Regions from separate parts of the Sus scrofa genome. Here region 1 is linked to region 2. The links are chromatin contacts, called in public HiChIP or PLAC-seq maps. All regions are on one chromosome and are shown on one strand. Each heading gives the region's core, a stretch centred on a gene start, on an enhancer-like site or on the middle of the called end of the contact. The rest is flanking DNA. Distances are from core to core; before and after follow the strand shown.

Region 1 (6,213 bases), core at 2,446-4,945, 97 kb before region 2:
CATGAAACTGGTGAAGAGATTCTGTGACTGGCAGGAGGATGAAGAAGCAACACTCAAACAGATGTCTGTGGGAGTGAAAACAGATTCCACTTTCTGGAGGGCAATTCTGGAAAGATGTGTCAAAATGCTCAAAAATTATACTTTTCTTTTTTGTCTTTTGTCTTTTGAGGGCCGCACTCGCGGCATATGGAGGTTTCCAGACTAGGGGTCTAATTGGAGCTGTAGCTGCCGGTCTACGCCACAGCCCAGCAATGACAGATTCAAGCTGTGTCTGCGACCTACACCACAGCTCACGGCAACGCTGGCTCCTCAACCCACTGAACAAGGCCAAGGATTGAACCCGCCACCTCATGGTTCCTAGTCGGATTTGTTTTTGCTGTGCCACGATGGGAACTCCAAAAATTATATACCCTTTGACACAAATTCTACTTTAGGAATTTGTCCTATGGAAATAAACAAGGTGCATGTACCAAGTTATTTCAATATTGACCATGACAAAAAACTGTGACTAACTTAAATTTTAAGTATCTTATACAACCAATATAGAATCATAATGGAATTCTATGCAGTTGTTAAAATGATGTTTTAGGATTATATTTACTAAACTGCAACTCTGCCTGTGATTCTTTTTTTTCCCTAGGGCTGTACTCACAGCATATGGAGGTTCTCAGGCTCGGGTCGAATGGGAGCTGTAGTTGCCGGCCTACACCACAGCCACAGCAATGCTGGTTAATCCACTGAGCGAGGCCAGGGGTCAAACCCGCCCCCTCATGGATACTAGTTGGGTTCATTACCACTGAACCACCTTGGGAACTCCTGCCCGTGATATATTTTAAAGTGAAAACCTAATCACTTCCTGAACATCGTGGATGTGTGGTATGACCCAAACCCCACCCCTAGCCCAACCTGGTCCCTCCCACTGCTCTGCTCTCCTGTCCCACCACTTTCTCCCCTGCTCGCCCAGCTCCAGCCTCCCTCATCCTCGCGAGGTTTCCTAAACAACCCCACGCCCGTCTCAGGGTTCTGCTCTTGTTCTCTCAGCCTAGGATGTTCTCTCTAGATTGGTGTGGCTTTCTTGCCTCAGGCAGGTCGATTCTGACATCGCCTCCCTGGGGAAGCTTTCCCAGCACTCAGTGAAGTGCCACCCTCCTGTCCTCCATTTCTCAATCCCTTCACCTTCTGTACTTTCATAGCATCCACCACTAAACGGAAACACTTATTTGTTTGCTTGTCTACCCTCTTCTTTCTGCTCTTAGACTGTAATTCCCACACAGGAAGTACTTATGAAGCTTCTGGCAACTCTGCAGAACACATACCAAATGACTGGGAGAACACTCAATGAGCTGCATATTTTTTGGCTTTTTTTTTTTTTTTTTTTTGGTCGGGCCTGTGGAATGTGGACGTTCCCTGGCCAGGGACTGAACTTGAACCATAACAGTGACCACACCGGATCCTTAACCTGCTGTGCCACCAGGGAACTCCTGAACTGCTTATGTTGATGAGAGGAGAGACTGCTGTATGATATCTATTTTCTTTTCTATACTTTTCTGGAAATTTTACAATAAATACGTAATACTTTTATGCTCAGAAAATAAAACTATCTCTGTTTTGAAAAACAAAAATTTTATCTTCCTATTTATTTTTTCTTTTTTTGGCCACCCCTGAGGCATATGGAGTTTCTGGGCCAGGGATCAGATCTGAGCCACAGCTGTGACCTAAGCCACAGCTGCAGCAATGGCAGATCCTTAACCCAGGGGTGCCGGGCCGGGGATCGAACCCGCGTCTTACCACTCCCAAGATGCTGCTGATCCTGTTGTGCCACAGCAGGAACTCCCCTATTTATGTTTGATTTAAGCTTGTATTGAAAGCAATCTGTTACCTTCAATTTGATATTTGGGGTTGGTGGCAGATGTGCTTTTTGTGGGATAGAAAAATAGAGCCCAGGTTTTACCTTTGCCCTGGATAATGACCAAATGGTAACGAGTGGGTTTTTTTGTTATTGTTGTTATTGTTAATTGTCAGGTTTTCATGCCAGACAGACAGACACACACACACCTAAAACAAAACCAAAATCACAACAAAACCAAATCAGAATGCGAACATTGTTACCGGTGGCAGGCTCGCATGGAACTGGGGTGTAATATTTGGAGTACACTTCATCCTTTGGCCGATCAGGAAACACGTAGATAAGGTAATTCAGGTCTCCCAAGCGGTCTGCCAGGGACCGGATAGAGAAGTCTCTGGTGGTAAAAGGCATCAGATTCCAAAACATTCTTTCCTCTAGATCAGTAAACAGAATAATCATAGTCTAAATATGGTCTCTGAACAGGAAATCTTAAAACCCAAATATACTACAAATATAGCTCTCCATTAAAACTGTTCCAATAAAAATCTCCATTAAAAAAATAAACATGGGCGTTCCCATCATGGCTCAGTAGAAACGAATCTGACTAGCATTCATGAGGACTCAGATTTGATTCCTGGCCTCAGTGGGTTAAGGATCTGGCGTTGCTGGGAACTGGGGTGTAGGTTGCAGATGTGGCTTGGATCCTGCGTTGCTGTGGCTGTGGTGTAGGCTGGCGGATACAGCTCCAATTTGACCCCTAGCCTGGGAACCTCCATATGCCACACCATAAAAAGCAAAAAAAAAAAAAAAAAAAAAAAAAAAAAAAGTTATGGGTAGACTTTCATTACTATAAGCAGGTAATGCATATACCACTTCCCTAGAGATTTAATGATCTCAGGGAGTTTCAAGTTCAAAGAGTATTCTGTCTCTCTCTAGAAGAGATAGCTTGCTGGCTCCAGTCCCTGACTCCCTGTACAAAAGTATGTAAGAGAGAAAGAAAGCATATCCACAGCCAGCAGATATGTGAGAGTTATTCAAAACTATTAACATATATATATATTTTTCTTTTTAAGGCCACATGGCAGTATATAGAAGTTCCCAGACTAGGGGTTGAATGGGAGCTGTAGCTGCTCGCATATACCACAGCCACAGTAACGGGATCCGAGCCGTATCTGCGATCTATACCACAGCTCAGGGCAATGCTGGATCCTTATCCCACTGAGCAAGGCCAGGGATCGAACCATGTCCTCATGGATACTAGTTGGGTTCGTTAACCACTGAGCCATGATGGGACCACAACTAGTCAGATTCTTAACCTGAGCCACAATGGGAACTCCAATGGCAATATTCTTATAATAGGATAAAGGAATGATTCAAATAGCATATTATTCCACTTTAACAACTCCAAACAACAAAGTAATTCTTTACTGGAGTAAGTTCAAAGTTGAGTGATAAGAAGGCAAATATTTCAAATGAGAAGCAGCTGAGATTTGGGACAGGGCGCTGCATTACAGGTGGCCATGTCCCCTTGTACATTTGTGTTTCTCAAAACTAGTAACTGTTTCCCAGAAGATTTTACACAGGCTGCAGCTGTGTCATGGTTATACATTTGTGCTTCCCATAATTAGCACTGGCCCCAAAGAATAATATGTACTCAATAACTTGTTTCTTAAAGTAATTTTGCAACAAAAGCAGCTAACGAGAGCCAAGATATGTCTTAAAAAAGGGAGGGGCACTCACGAGAATCAAACTTCCAAGCAATGGTGATGCCACCAATTTCAGAGTCACTGAACCTCAGCAGGAAAGTCCCGTCGGGCTTGTTAATGAGTAGGTCATGGGCCTGTTGCTTGTTCACGAAACCCAAAATAGCCCTGGATCAGAAATGCCAAAGGAGCAGAAGCAGAGTGGGATGTTTTAATGCCGGAAAGATCATCTTCCTAACTCTACTGCTAACTTAAGAAAGGATTCTCACCCATCGTTCCAATGAGGCTTGAGATGTTTTTTTAACACTTCCATCACGCCATCAAACCACTGCCAGAAAGTGTAATTCCGTCCTGGTAAATTTTCCTGGTTGGAGAGACAACAAATGAATACAAATAGGCAGAAGGAACCCTCAGGATATTACCCGTATAGACTTTAACTGGTGAAATTAAAGGGAAAATAACATCTACACTGTCAGAATCATAGAAATATACACGCCTGCCTGAGTTTGATCAAGTGGTCCTACAACCAAAAAAAAAAAAAAAACCAGGATAGAGAGGAAAAGACAGAAGAAGGGGGAAATACCACAGAGCAGTTACCAACAGTCCGTGGATCTCGGCTACAAACACTTGCCCCTGCATCTGGACTGACTTGTTCTTTGCTTTTGGGGGGGGGGGGCGGAGCAAAGGAGAAAAGAATAGCTTTATTGCTTTGACAGGCATAAGAGGGTCACAGGAGGCTAAGGCCCTAAAGACTGGGCCCCCTCCTTTACTGTTTTTGATGTGTGGTCTGTGACCCGCAGCGGCAGCGTTGCCAGGGAGCCTCTGGGAAACGCAAAATATCAAGCCCCATTTCAGACCTGCTGAAGCTGAGCCTGCGCCTTAACAAGCTGCCCAGGTGATGTGTAAATTTGAACTGGACTAGATCACACTGTGAGGCCACAGAGAACACGCCATCATACAGCTGCTGCAATAATTATCAGCAAAGTGCAGTTATCTGATTCTGCTGGAAGGCATGATTCTGCAACGGAAAAGACAGACTACCAAGGCCTCCTGCTTCCCCTATCGAACCTCCTCTGACTACCAGCAAACCTGTTGGCTAGCTGGTTAACACACAGCCATTTAAAAGAGTTAGACTCAGAGACTATGAGATCTTTGAACTGGGGCACTTAAAACACGGGGGTGGCCATGGATGCAAAGACACAAACGTTCAATTTAAAATCGAAGATGTGACAGGTGGCATCTGAACTGCCTGAGGCTAGAGGAAATGTGGCCTTCATTGGCACCCTCTTTTGAGGGCTGAGGGCCCCATGGGAGTCTGACTTTGCATTACACTCAAGGAGCCTCAGAGAGTCAAGGGGACTGAGCCATGGAGTTCTGAGCATCACCAAAGCTTTACTTCTCATGAGTTATGTGATCATTTGCTTTGCTGTTTCCTTTACAAAGGAAGAAAATGCATGCAAAGCCGTTTGCTTAAATATTCAAGCACAAAATTTTCTACACACACACACACAAAGCATGTGGCTTTCAGAGGCTTCCTATTACCGTGGGCATGGTGTATTAGAGGCATGAGGAACGGGGGCCCGGGGCAGGGATGCTCCCGAGGGGTCTGGCCTGGAGGGGCTGATCTGATTGCAGCAGGCGGGGGCCCTCACCCTGTTGAACTGGGACCAGGACACAGACATGCCGCTGTAGTCCTCCAGATGGCTGCTGCTGCTGTTGAAGAGCTTCTGCGCCAGGAACACGAGGTTCTCCTTGGTCAGGCCCCGGTTGCTCTGCACCTCGGCCTTGAATTTCATGTTGAGCGCCTCGCACAGCTGCGGCCACAGGACTTTGTCAGGCACCGCAAAGGGCACCCTGCCCTGCGGGGGTGGGGTGAAGGGGAGAGAAGCCAGAACCTTAGGAGAAAACACCTGCAGGATTTATCCCCTCAGCCCGAAAAAGAAAACCACTGAGGAGGGGATGGAGTTGCAAACACTTGTCTGGCTGAGCGTGGGGCTAAACTCAAACCTTCGCGGGGTTTGCGGTTCTGGGACATTGAGAAGGTTCCATCTCACTGTCTTCACATGCCACTTGGAAGCTATCAGTGCTGTTCCGTAAAAGAGCTGCTGGACATACTGTCTGATCCCATGCTCTCATGGTCACGGAGACAAAACATGACCAAAGTCTGACTCTGACACTATAAACTCAAAGGGAGTACAAATCCACAAGACTGGTTCTCTAGGTGCAGAGAGAGAATGTGTGTGTTCATATGTGGGTGCGCAACCGTCATCCGTGCCCTTGACCCCTTCTGCCAAGAACTCCAGCTCAAAGTGAAAGGACTTACTATGGAAGAGTGGAAACTGTGCTCTGACAACTTTACTGCAAAACAGGTTAGAATGTGAATTTTTTTTTTTTTTTTGTCTTTTTGCTATTTCTTTGGGCCGCTCCCGTGGCATATGGAGGTTCCCAGGCTAGGGGTCGAATCGGAGCTGTAGCCGCCAGCCTACGTGCCAGAGCCACAGCAACGTGGGATCCAAGCCGCGTCTGCAACCTACACCACAGCTCACAGCAATGCCGGATCCTTAACCCACTGAGCAAGGGCAGGGACCGAACCCGCAACCTCATGGTTCCCAGTTGGATTCGTTAACCACTGCGCCACGATGGGAACTCCAGAATGTGAATTTT
Region 2 (6,802 bases), core at 2,750-5,249:
ATTGGACCTGAAGCTCATGTCGAAGTTTATATAAATTATCAGCCTGAAGAAAGCTGAATGGCTAAAGCACCAAGGAGGCTACTAACTGAGTTTTCTTAAATATAGAAAATGCTACGCCGATGCAGTGTTTTTTTTGCCCTTTAAAAAAAAATTTTTGTATCAGTTTAAAAAGAAACTTAGGGGCTTTAAAAGTCCTATCTTCTATTTGGACATTAGCAAGGATAAAAGTGCAATGCCAGGAGGATGTAGCGAGAGGCAGCCTGTGGCATTAGCTTACAGAAAGGGGCAGAGGGATGCCGCTGGCACCGGAGGCACTTGTCTGACAACAACAACAACAAGCTGCTGAGAAGGGAGGGGGGGACAAAAAAGACATTTCCTCTTTCTTCCTCTCACCACCCCTTCCACCTCCCCTGATCACAGTCTCAGAGAGCGCATCCTTATTTGCATTTAGATAAAAGCGTATCACCCACATTCACTCCTTTCTCTATTTTAAAAAGTGCCCAGATTGCTCAAAGATAGCCAAAGTAGGAGACAGAAAAAAAGAAAATCTGGAACCACAAAGTTGGGAGTTGAGTTGATCTGGGGTGGGGCTGTTTAAGGGGTGGTGGACCGCGGGGAGGTGCCTTGTCATCGCTCTCTGCAGCTCCTGTCCTCGGCTCCTCACATGGGGGAGGTAGCGCACTCCGAGTTCAGCTCCATGTCGAAGGTGAGGGACTCTGCGGGGGACACACAGGGAGAGCTGGTTCAGTCGCCTGAGCCCGACGGCTGGCAGGGCGCGCACCCCTGGCCTTGTGGGGGGTGGGGGTGGGGACAGAGGCTCAGGCCGCCCCTGCCATCCAGTCTCTGGCCCCTTGTGCTCAAGAGGAGCTCAGAGAATCCAGATTCACTCTCCTCCTACAGCACTGTGGGAGGGCTCTCAGCCTCCTTCCTACCTTAATTCATTCCCAACTCTCCATGTTTACAGAAGATCTAAGGCTGCCCTGTGGAATGCAGCAGCCTGGAGCCACCTGAGATGTGACCAGTCCAAACTGAGAGGGGCGGTGGCTGTAAAACACCCAGTGGGTTTCAAAGGCTTAGTGAGGAAAAAAAAAAAAAAAAAAGGAGTTCCCGTAGTGGCACAGCGGAAACGAATCTGACTAGAAACCATGAGGTTGAGCGTTCGATCCCTGGCCTCGCTCCGTGGGTTAAGGTTCTGGCATTGCCGTGAGCTGTGGTGTAGGTCGAAGACATGGCTTGGATTCTGTGTTGCTGTGGCTGTGTCACAGGCTGGAGGCTGCAGCTCCGATTAGACCCCTGGCCTGGGAACCGCCACATGCCCCAGGTGCGGCCCTAAAATGACAAAAGACAAAAAATAAAAAACCCTCATTCAGGGAGTTCCTATTGTGGCTCAGTGGGTTACAAACCCGACAAGTATCCATGAGGATGTGGGTTCGATCCCTGGGCTTGCTCAGTGGTTAAGGATCTGGCGTTGCTGTGAGCTGTGGTGTAGGCTGGCAGCTGTAGCTCCGATTCAGACTCCTAGCCTGGGAACTTCCATATGCCGCAGGTGTGGTCCTAAAAAGCAAAAAAAAAAAAAAAGGAAAAACGTCATTTTTTTGGAATATGTGGAAGTGCTACTACTATTTTGGATTTACTGGGCTACAGAAAATACATTCTTAAAATGAACCTCACCTGTTCCTTTTTACTGTTTTTAACGCAGCTACTAGGAAATGGACACCCGCAGGGGGCATGCGTGCCGTTTCTATGGGAAAGCGCTGCTTGAAACACCTGCTCCCAATCCAGGTGCCCAGCTCGGCTCTGTAAGCGGGAGCATCACAGGGACAAGTGGATACTCACCAAACTGCCCTCCTGCTGAGGGCTCAGCACCTTCACCATTATTTCCAAACTGCATCAATGAATCTAAAGTGCGGGGGGACATCGGCAGGTCAATGGTATTGCTGCAGGTCGTTCTGTAGGAAACGGGGAGCAGTAGGAGCGGAAAGGGCCGGGTTGACAAGACACAATGGAGGAAAAAAAAAAAGAAGAACAGAACACACACACACAAGCTCATCAAACTCTGGTCTCCAAAAGAAAAACAAAAAAAAAACAAAAAAAATACAAGCTCAAGCTTTTTAAACACACCAGGTCACTTTGAATACCGACCATAGCTCCGAGGGTTCCAACCCCTCACCAGAGTTCTCTCACCCAGTGGCCTGTTCCCAGGGGTAATTGAGGACGTTAGAAATGAAGGCAAAATCAGGAAGAGAAGCCACTTACGGTGTCACACAGATGAACTTGGTCTTCAGGTATGGGGCAGCACCTGGGAAGGAGAAAACTCAGGCTCACTGATTCTGACTCCACCCTGGGTCCCGGGCAGGAGGAAGCCTTTCCCCAATGCTGACCTGAAACTCACTCCATCCTGGACCAGAGATTGTCTGGAACTCCCATTTCCCTCGGAGGAAGCTCACCTGCCCGCCCTCCCTGTACACGCTTTGATGTCCCAGACGCTTTGGCACCTTGTCCCCGAGCCCAGAGGAGGGGCGGCCGGGTGTTCCTCCCTCCCTCAGCTCAGGTAAAGAGTTTAACTGCTTGCGTGTGGTCTGAGGATTAGGTTCTGGCCTGGCTGTATCTCTTAGATAACTTCTCCTCATGCAGGGCTGAGCCCACGTCGTCGGGGCACCATGTCTTGCTCAGGTACCGCAGCGGTGAAGAGCAGGTGGAAAGGGTTAATGCAGTGCCGAAGCTGGGGGAGGTGGGGGGGGGGGGCGACGACAGTTTCTGTTCCTTTCAGGACTTGTCTGTCCCTATGGCATTGTCAGGTGAGGGGATTAGAAAGGCCCCTGCTGGACAACTGCATCACCCAGAAGAGCCCCTCCACAGGGAGGCTGTCGCGTGGAGCAATCGGCTCTGGTCTGGCAGACAGGAGGCCCAGGCCTCATTCTCTCTTCAGCGGCTAAGGGGTCTCGGCAAGGCCCTTCCTCTCTCATGTGTAGGAGGGAGAAGCCCATCTCTGCCATTTAGTATCCTTATTCACAGGAGAGTTAGAAATGTGAGGACTGAAACAAGTGAAATTAAGGGCTAAATGCTGATGCTAAGAGCTCAAGGAACCCTGGAGACAGTGGCATGGGACTGGGAGGCTTTGGGGGAACATGGGACTTAGCAGGCAGGTGGCGGGGTGGGGTGGGCTGAGAGAAGCACGGTTATCAAGCTTGGGGCTTACTGGGAGGCTGAGGGATCAGAAAGTACGACAGCCTGAGAAAAAGCGTCGCCAAGGGGCCCTGAGACCGCCGTCTGTGTTTATTTTTGGCCAAGAAACAGATTAACTCAGTACAAAATCCAAAGAAGCTACTGAGGCAGGGTTCTGGTGTCTTATAAATCCACTTGGGCCCAGGACGGAGGGGCCCAAGACAGAAAAGGTTTTAATTCCCCCAGTGAGCAATGGTGCTGAGACAAAACAGCTTTGGCCTGAGCTGCCAAGGGAGAAGCAAAGGAGAACGAAGATGGAGAAGCAAAGGAGAACGAAGACGAAAAAGCTGCTTTATGGCTCCGTACCAGGTCGTAAATGTCCTTTATCTAATTTGTAAGATAAGGGATGTGTCATTTCTCTTGGGGACTCTCTCCCTCAAGCCATGAGGAAATACTGAGTGAAGAGGAGGGAAGAGTCCTGGGAAGATAATCCACCTTCTAGAGACGCTCAAACCTCCACGATGGAACCCGAGGAAGGGGTTGCACGCTCAGCCCTGGAGGACCCCACACCTCACACCTCACACCACACCCCGGGCCCTGAGGGCGGCCTCGGCCCCGAGGAAACACTGATGCGTCCAGGCAGGAAAGGGCCTTGCCTCCCAGTCACACAGGAGGGGTGGCCACGAATGGGGGGGCGCAGCCTCAGACCGGGAGCGTGGGCCCTGAAAGCCACGTCAGTCCGAGGACCAGCACGTGGACCCAAGTGCCTTCCGCAGAAGGCACAGGGCAGGGTGACAGGGGCTGATAAACAGATCTCCCAACCGAAGCGCAGCGTGCAAGGCGAGATAAGCGGCAGACGGGAAGTGCCCTTGTGACCGAGACGTGGCCCCAGAACAAAGGAAAAAAGAGAGTCAGTCGCCTGTTAGCTCCAGTTCCCTCCGCCAAGGCTCATTCTGCTCAGCCCGAGGCTCCTCAGAGGGAATGCCCATGAAGAAGTGGGAAGGAGGCTGCTGGGTGTGTGTGTGAGAGCTATTGGTACAAAACCAAGGTTTTTCAAAAGCAGCCAGGGCCGGGACGGCCAACCTCCGAGGGTCACGGTAAGAGAAGATGAAGAGAAGTTAATAAAAACAATGGCCAATTATCGTCTCCTCGTCAGGATCCAGACAGAGAACCCAGATCTGAGCTCCAAACAGAACCGAGAATAGACTAGAGGGCTCTGCCCTCCACACTGAGGATGGTGCCAGAGCTCACACGGGTTTAAACGTGTGAAACCATTTATGTATAACTTACACAAGCACATGAATGTGCTCTTGCACGTTAAAAAAAAAAAACCAATTTCCCCTTTTGCGTGGCCATGGCGTGCAGCAGCTTGGTGTGGATCTCAGTGCCCAGACCGGGGCTTGAACCCAGCCACAGTGGTGAAAGCCCTGAGTCCGAACCACTAGACCACCAGGGACCTCCCTAAGAAAACCTTATTTTCGACAGCTGCATGTCCAAGGTAGCAATTCCATGCCCCTCCCACCCGTTGCCATCTGCCCCTTCAATTACCCCTCTCCCGAGATTCTGCTCTCAAACCGTGTTCCAAGGCTGCTAACACTCATTTCCTCCAGAAGGCCTTTCTTTGTCCCACCTGATGCTGCCTACATTGTTCAGTGATCGGGAAAAGGAAACACACTAGACTAAAGTCTGAGTTGCAAACCTTCTAGCCTCTGCTAGGTAAGAAGCGCTGCACTGGCTGGGCGTCCTGTTACCAAAGAATCCTGTCCCCGAATTCTCTCTGCCATGTTTTCTTTTTTCTTTTTTAGGCCCGAACCTGCAGCATATGGAGGTTTCCCAGCTAGGGATCACATTGGAGCTACAGCTGCCGAACTACACCACAGCTCATGCTGACGCTGGATCCTTAACCCACTGAGCAAGGCCAGGGATCAAACCCACATCCTCGTGGATCCTAGCTGGGCTCATTACCACTGAGCCACAATGGGAACTTCCTCTCGGCAGTGTCTGAGGAATGCCTGGGTGTTGCATGCAGTCTCCCCCTTTAGATGGGGCTCCCTGTGCCATCAGCCACCCCCCAAAAGCACTCACTACAGAGTTCTTTCCCCAAAAGAGGAATAAAGATGACCAGGTTCTTCAGGCATTGACCCATCCCATCCTCCAAGGATCCTACCATTTCCTGCTTTTCCCCGGAATGAAATGCCTATTGCGGAAAATCAACAACTACCTGGGTCAGCTTCGGGATGCTCCTGGCTCTCTGGCCGACAATACTTTCCAAACGCCTCTCCTTTGGAATGTCAGGGTAGAGGTAGACCAGCGGAGACACGAGGATGTTGGTAGCATCCATGATCTTATAGCCCATGATGATTTCAGCAAACGACATGTTGTTGAGCTGCTGCTTGGTGTACGGTTCCACCGACTGGATCTGGGTCTTACCTGCCATGGGATATGGGAGGCAAAGACTAGGTGAGCTCCAAGAAAACTATGGGATTTATTTTTTCCCGCAAGGGGGACAGACTTATGCCAACCTAGTGCCTGAGGCCCTGAATAGCTTTCCCAGTCACCTGGCACTGTGGAAATGTCCAGCTGGCTTTGAGAGAAGCGATCCAGTTGGGTCACAGGTTAATACACTTGAATCATCACTTACATAAGCTATGTTAACAGGGGAAGTAAAAAGGAGATGAAGAAAATTTAAGTTGCAAATTTCTAGGCAAATATTAGCTCCTGGACCAAGTGAAATGAAATGGCAAACCGACCCTCCAGCTGGCAGAAGTTGGAGAAAAGTCACTCAAATGTGTTTCCCAAGCCTAAGGCAGCGGGTTGAGGCCATTTCTGACCACCAGGGGGCAGCAGGTGCCTGACACTAGCAGCAGTCAAGGCAGCAGCCACCCATAAGCTACCAGGTGGGTGGGGACCAGCCCAGCTTACCGCTGATGTCCTTCTCCACCCAAGTGAAGGTGACTCCTCCTTCTTTGCTGCTTTCACTGAATCTCAGCAGGAAGGTGCCTGGGGGCTTGGTGCTCAAGATGGCCCGCTCCCTCTCCTTACTGATAAAGCCCATTATGTACCTGGAAGACAACAAGGTTTGGGCTGAGGGTTCCTCTGCCACCAGCCTGCTGGAAGAGTGGGGGACTTGTCACACCTGTGTACGCTGCCAGACTTGTGTTTCGACCTACCCTTCATTCCAAAGGGCCAGGATGTACTTTTTCACAAGGTCAATGATATTGTCCAGCCAGACCCAGAAGGAGAAGCCCTTGCCAGCCATGTTTTCCTGGAGAAAAGAATAACAGGAAAACCAAGTCCCTCAACCATCCCAGGCTGTCCCTTCCGCGGGGCGAGGTGCCAGCAAAACCTCAGGCGCACCTACCCTTGGGTGCCCCCCCAGCCTTCTGAGACCCCGCAGGTGTGCACCCCTCCCCCTCCCCTAATTCACACAGTTGCTTACTTTGCAAAACTTAGCCCACGTGATCTGACACCCTGAATAGTTCACACCAGGTCCTGAAGGGAAAAAATAATAATAAAGTAGTATAATTTTCGACTTTGAATCAAGATCTCATTCCTTCATACGAACACACTCATACACATCTGTCCCACTGTGCCGTGAAACCATTAGGTGTTTTTGTGGGTTTTTTTTTTTTCTGGC

The links. HiChIP or PLAC-seq counts read pairs in DNA pulled down with a chosen protein or histone mark.
Region 1: an H3K27ac HiChIP or PLAC-seq map of skeletal muscle shows a contact between it and region 2. The contact joins two enhancer-like sites. A contact is called at or near these places in 3 of 47 Hi-C or Micro-C datasets (blood, embryonic fibroblasts and skeletal muscle) and 1 of 2 datasets of contacts at active chromatin or transcription factors (skeletal muscle).

Annotation. Positions count from the first base shown.
Region 1 is chr12:20,562,158-20,568,370 of Sscrofa11.1, reverse strand. It overlaps STAT5B (signal transducer and activator of transcription 5B), which reads right to left. Exons shown (of 18, transcript NM_214168.1): 12 at 5,202-5,408; 13 at 3,819-3,913; 14 at 3,587-3,717; 15 at 2,110-2,280. Among named protein-coding and RNA genes, the nearest start is that of GHDC, 16 kb to the left of the region's middle. Within about 2 kb of position 3,695, at least 2 of the 83 cell types and tissues checked have an H3K27ac peak or open chromatin away from gene starts, as enhancers often do. A contact at or near this core is called in skeletal muscle, where this site is marked.
Region 2 is chr12:20,464,923-20,471,724 of Sscrofa11.1, reverse strand. STAT3 (signal transducer and activator of transcription 3) reads right to left here. Exons shown (of 25, transcript NM_001044580.1): 18 at 6,605-6,657; 19 at 6,336-6,430; 20 at 6,088-6,227; 21 at 5,447-5,595; 22 at 5,384-5,444; 23 at 2,257-2,299; 24 at 1,837-1,949; 25 at 634-716. The coding sequence ends at 661. Among named protein-coding and RNA genes, the nearest start is that of STAT5A, 30 kb to the left of the region's middle. Within about 2 kb of position 3,999, at least 14 of the 83 cell types and tissues checked have an H3K27ac peak or open chromatin away from gene starts, as enhancers often do. A contact at or near this core is called in skeletal muscle, where this site is marked.